Linked DNA regions of Anas platyrhynchos: region 2 is linked to region 1. Evidence: chromatin contacts called from public Hi-C data. All regions are on one chromosome and are shown on one strand. The core of a region is the stretch at or near the end of the contact, and the rest is flanking DNA. Distances in the headings are between cores, read along the strand shown. Region 1 overlaps LOC101804808. Region 2 holds the start of LOC101804808.

Region 1 (2,700 bases), core at 118-2,617:
GCAACTTAGTTCATTATCATCACTCCACACTAATGAGCATCCAGGAGCTGACTCCACATCAGTGCTGTACTGTGAGTTATCGGCCATTTGGTCATTGTTGCTCTTGGCTGGATATTGGCCGTTTCTGTGGCCTCCAAGGTCACCACTGGGCTCTACCACAAGTTCCTTCTCTGATGGCTGCCATCACGGGGGGTCCCTCATCCTGTTGAAAAGGAGGAGGCCCTGTCCGTTTACCTGCAGGCTGAGGAGTGCTCTCTGGTTCTGGTAAACTCCTTTATTTCTCAGCAATTTCTGTAAAGTCAGAGACTAGCCCTTCTTCAATCCCTGCGTGTTCAGTGCTCTGATGGCTGCCAGGTGCCGCTCAGGGACTGCCCTGTGTGGCTGGGTGCCTCAGGTGTGCACCTCGGGAGCTGCTGAGGCCCCAGGGTGAGCAGCTGGGAGGGCTGCAGGCAGCTTGGTGCTGGATTTCTGGTGAGGCTGCACCTCCGGGGTGGAGGAGAGCCTGCTTGGAGCCTGGGTTCTTGGATGGAAGAGCCGAGGGGGTCTGGTTTGGGCTGGCCAGGTATGGGTGTCTCGGGACTGATGTATAAACCTCTCCCACACCATCCGTAACCCACACCCTGGTACAGAGGGGCTGGGGCTCCCAGCAAGATCACAGCTGGAGCCCCCAGTGGGGAGGGGGCAGCTGAAATGCTGAGGTTTCCAGAGCAACCCTTTTGGCCAGGCTAAATGCTGGCCTCGCCTCCCCACCTGCAGCTCGGCTGGGTCACGAGGAGCAGACCTTTCCCTTCCCATCCCGAGCAGTGCTTTGGTGTCACTGCTGCTGGGGCGTGGAGCAGCCTGCTCCATCTGCCCTGATACCAGATGCAGAAGGGCTGGGTTTCCAGGAGGATCACAGCTGAATCACCCAACAAAAACGGCTTGCAGCTCCTAGGCGATGTTGGTTTGCTGTTGCTTTCTCCTCCCCCTTTGCCATCTTCAGGCAGGAGCTGGCAATGGAGGCACAGAGCGGGGCTTGTAGGGAGGACAAGGGGCAGGCGATGAGGCTGAGCAGCCAGGCCACCTCACCCCGCTCCGTGACAGTGAAACAAAGGAGAAAAAAAAAAAAAAAAAAAAAAAAAGAAAAACCTGCCACTCGGGCCTGGTCTCTTCTGGCGTTTCTTAGCCCCAGCGGCCTCCTGTTTGGGCAGCAAAGCCCAAAAAACCCCACAACCCTTTGCTGCACGACCTTGACACCCCCAAACCACAAAGCGCCGCAGGCATCTGAGCGCAGGAAGCGCAGGACCTGAAGGGGTGGGGGGTGTGAGCAGTGCCAGCCGCCCACAGCTTCCCCCAAGGGGCGCTGAGCTGCGAGGGCAGCACCTCAGGGCCCGGACCGCCAGCAGCGTGACAGCCCCGACCTGCAGGGCCTCCAGGCAAACCCTCGGCCCGGGCTGGCACTGACCCTGCTGAAATGGGGCCGGGGCAGGGCTCCTGGCCACCAGCAGCCAGGGGCTGGAAGCAGGATGTGCTCCTTGTGGGCTCAGCGAGCTGGGACAGAAAGGCTTTACGTAGAACAGAGGTTTCTGGCCTCCACGGCTTGTAATGCCTCGCTCGGGCCCTGTGGCTGTTGACTCAGGAGGGAGGCACAAGGCCAGAACGAGCCGGGATGCTTTCACCACGCTGCTGGCAGCCTGGACATCTGCTCCGGCCAAACGTCTCCGCCATCTGCGCCCACGGATGCTCCCACTCGTGCTCACGTCAGGGAAACACCGAGCCCGACCCACAACCCCAGCGGTTTTCCACCCCGGTGCTGCCGTGTGCGAGCCCGGCCCTCCCAGCTGGCACCGGGCCTGAGCTAAAAGCCAGCTGGGGCTTCACTGCCACAAGAAAGGTCACCAAGAGACAGGCTTTATGCTAAACTTCTTTAACCATCGTCATTACAACCATGTAAAACACAGCATTGAATACTATGTACAGTCTGTTGGGATCGGAGTAAAAAGGAATGATTGACTTTTTTTTTCCCCCCCAAAAAAAAACTTCCTTACAAAAAAAAAGAAAAAAAAAAAAGCACAGACATAAAAATAGTTTTTCAGTAATAATTATAATACATTAGGAGGAGTCGGGGAGGAGGAAGCGTTCGACGCTGTAAACAAGACTAGCAATCCAAATGGAAGCCGATGGTCAGGGGCTGGCAAAGTGCACGCAGGAGACTCCCCCCCCCCGGCCTCCAGCGTGGAGGCTGCCGGGGAAGGACGGCCCCGGCCCGGCCCTGGGTGCTGCTGCTCAAAGTGCTCGGTCAGGGGACAAAACGCAGCCCCCGGGTTTTTTGGTGGCAGCCATCCCGGGGCTAGCAGGGCAGGGAGCTGGGAGCCCTTTCCTGAGTTTGCCGGCAGCCCCACTGGCTTTGCTACGGGCTCGGGGCTGCTTTGGGAGTCGGGGCAGGGGCGAGGCGTTGGCACCGCTGCTGCTGAGCAGGCTGGGGAAGAGCTGCCTCAGGCCAAGTGAGCCAGGCTGAGTTGAGCAGGAGATGTTGTGGGGACGGCCGCTGCTTGCCCCCTGCCCCAAAGGTCCCCAAACCCCGCTGGTGGCTGCCCCGTGGCTCAGGGATGGCTGGAGGACCCGCTGCGAGGCTCTGCTACAGCCGGGGGGCTCGGAGGGCAGGGAAAACCCCGGTGCTTGGTGGCTTGTGCAGTGCTACCGCGCAGTGCCAGCTCCCTA
Region 2 (2,700 bases), core at 17-2,516, 76 kb after region 1:
CGGGGAATGTGCTCGCCGGTCTTCCCTCAGCTGCACAGAACAAGAACGGAGCCCGCAACCACAACAATGAAAAACCAAAGCCAGGAGAGCATCTGAAGGGCTGAGCTCATGCTGCTCAGGCCCTTTAAAGGAAGACGCAGTGTTAGAGGGGAGGATTAAATTTAAACATTCACGGAGTTTAGAGACAGCAACGTTCAGACAAGCTACTGAGAAAGCTCTGCAAGAGGCAAGGCCCACTGACAGCCCACGACCTGTCCAGGAAGAGCAATAAATACCAAAATGACATTTCTCGATCGTGATGCTGCTGCAACCAGGCAGCGTTTCACCAGAACCGCACGAGGCTCGCTCAGAAAAGGTGCCCAGGAACAAGGCGCCTCGCACACCGCAGCACGAGCAGCTCCACGGAACTGCTCTGCTCCGGCCACCTCCACCAGGAGCGAAATTGGGGAGGAAGAGAAGCGGCAGGGGCTGATGCCACCACGCAGGAGGGACCTGACGCACTCGCCCATTTGGCCGCTTTCTTCCCCCAAAAGCACCCCCGTTTTCCTAGCGCCCCACAGCCACCCCCAGCACGGGGCACCACATCCCGGCCACATCCCCTGCGGTGCCCCCGAAGCTCTTCGCTTTTTTGGGGGCTGCCTTTAGGGGGGCACCTCTGCGAGCAAGCCGCACGCACCGAGCCCCCCCGCTGACCCCCGCCACCCGCAGGGACCGACCCCAGCGCTCCCCCCGGCCGCAGCCCGGGCACCGCAGCCCGGTGGGGACCCCAAAACCCCCCCCGGGACCCCAAAAATCCCCCTGCGCCACCCGAGGACCGGAGGCGAGACCCCTCCGGGCACCGACGGAGGGATCCCGGGGGGATGATCCCCTGCGAGCCCTGCGCGACCCCGGGCACCGCCTCGCCTCGGGGACCCCCCCGCACCCCCAAATCCTCCCGGTGCCCCGGGACCCCCTCCAAATCCCCCAAACCCTCCCGGTGCACCGGGACCCCACCGCACCCCCAAGCCGTCCCGGTGCCCCGGGACCCCCCCGAGCCCCCCAGCCCCTCCCGGTACCCCCCAGCCCCTCCCGATGCCCCGGGCCCCCCCAGCGCCCCCCCCATCCCCGGTGCTCCCCCTCCCACCCCCCCGGTCCCTCCGTTCCTTACCGGGCGCGCGCTCCCGCTCCGGTCCCGCCACCGGCGCGCGCGCGCGCGCCCCGGCCCCTCGGCCCCGCCCCGCCGCGCCAAGCCCCGCCCCCGCCCCCTCCCCCTCCCGCGCAAGCCCCCGGCCCGGCTCCGCGCGCGGGGCACGCTGGGAGCTGTAGTTCTGAGGGGAGGGGGGGAGAGTCTCGCGAGAAGAGAGTAGAAAGGGATCAGGCGGACGGTGAGGCGGGCAGGGGAATTAGCTCAAATGGTAGAGCGCTCGCTTAGCATGCGAGAGGTAGCGGGATCGATGCCCGCATTCTCCACTCCTTTTTTTTTTTTTTTTTTCTTTCCTCCCTTCCCTCCATCTTATCCTGGGCCCGAGCTATCCCGAGGGGTCGGCCCTTGGCAGCTGCCAACTTGGGTTGAACTAAAATCTGGCTCCGAGAAGAACAAAGCTGGGCGGGCTGTTCCTGTGGGAGTAACCCTGACAGGCACAGCGCTGCCTCACCACTGCCCCGCACTACAGCTCCGGCCTCCGAAAATCCCGACCCCGCTGCCCTTCGTTTTAAGCAGCAAGGCCACGTCAATAGGACAAGGCCTGGTAAAACGGGATTTGCTGCGATAGCACAAAGGACAGGATCGGAGGGAAGATGCAGCGCCTCTCACAAAGGGATAATTTGGCACGAATTGCCACGAATTCTCAGCGGAGAGAAACTTCTCCACCGCCAGAGGCAACCCAGCAGCCCTTTCCAGCAAATGGCGATGGCAGCACGCAGCCTGGAGTCTGACAAACAGATGAGCGTATGGAGTTTGTTCTTTTTTTTTTTAACTTGAAAAAGTTTGTTCTCGTCTTTTAAGGCTGATTTATACCCAGCCTTCACAGCCCCAGACAAGCTCATGAAATAACCAGCTGTCGCTACCACAGCCTTCAAAGCTTGCACAACCGATTCAAGCATTCATATGCAGCGGGACTCAATGGGACAGCGCAATCCCTTGCAGTCTCCTGTTTCACCAGCTGCCACGCAGCCGACATGAGGGGGCTGCGTCACGAAGCACACTTGTGTTCACGGCCTGGTGCTCTCCTTTTCCCCGCTAGCTGTGGGTAGCTCAGCTCGGTGACCACAGGCACCCAAATCTGCTCAGGCTGAGGCTGCACCGCCCTCTGCAGACAGGCAGGGCACAATCTGGCACCTTCATCGGAACAATTCCTCGGGCTGTAGTTTTTTCTGCACGCTCCTCCTTGCCCGGCATGGGCTAGTGGTGACCACAGTAGAGGCAGGGACAACATATTGCACATAGACTCACAGAACTATTTCGTTATAATGATTCCCATCCCCACCCCCAAAATAAAGCCAGCACGAAACAAAGAGATCGGCTTTTCTTTTACAAGAACAAGATGACCACATCAGAGCAGCTAAAAATTCCTCTTAATGGATTTCTTGTGGGAATCTCTAATGAGCTGTCACGGTGCGGATCAGCCATATGTGTGCACACATGCGAGCTGGGGGGGGTGTCTGCATTTGCCGAGGAGCCCAGGACTTGCTCGGCCACCTCGTGGCTCCCAGCCCCTTGCT

Evidence for each region. A called contact is a pair of places that touch in the nucleus more often than the background predicts.
Region 2: a contact with region 1 is called in a Hi-C map of subcutaneous adipose tissue, with 3 times the contacts expected there. The contact joins the promoter of LOC101804808 here to the enhancer-like site in region 1. A contact is called at or near these places in 3 of 8 Hi-C or Micro-C datasets (skeletal muscle, small yellow follicle and subcutaneous adipose tissue).

Annotation. Positions count from the first base shown.
Region 1 is chr5:26,554,379-26,557,078 of IASCAAS_PekinDuck_T2T, forward strand. LOC101804808 reads right to left here. Exons shown (of 15, transcript XM_038179640.2): 15 at 1,891-2,700. Among named protein-coding and RNA genes, the nearest start is that of BAZ1A, 70 kb to the left of the region's middle. Within about 2 kb of position 1,368, at least 4 of the 8 cell types and tissues checked have an H3K27ac peak or open chromatin away from gene starts, as enhancers often do. A contact at or near this core is called in subcutaneous adipose tissue, where this site is marked.
Region 2 is chr5:26,630,494-26,633,193 of IASCAAS_PekinDuck_T2T, forward strand. LOC101804808 reads right to left here and starts at 1,267. Exons shown (of 15, transcript XM_038179640.2): 1 at 1,148-1,267. It overlaps TRNAA-AGC (transfer RNA alanine (anticodon AGC)), which reads left to right and starts at 1,377; the gene lies at 1,377-1,449.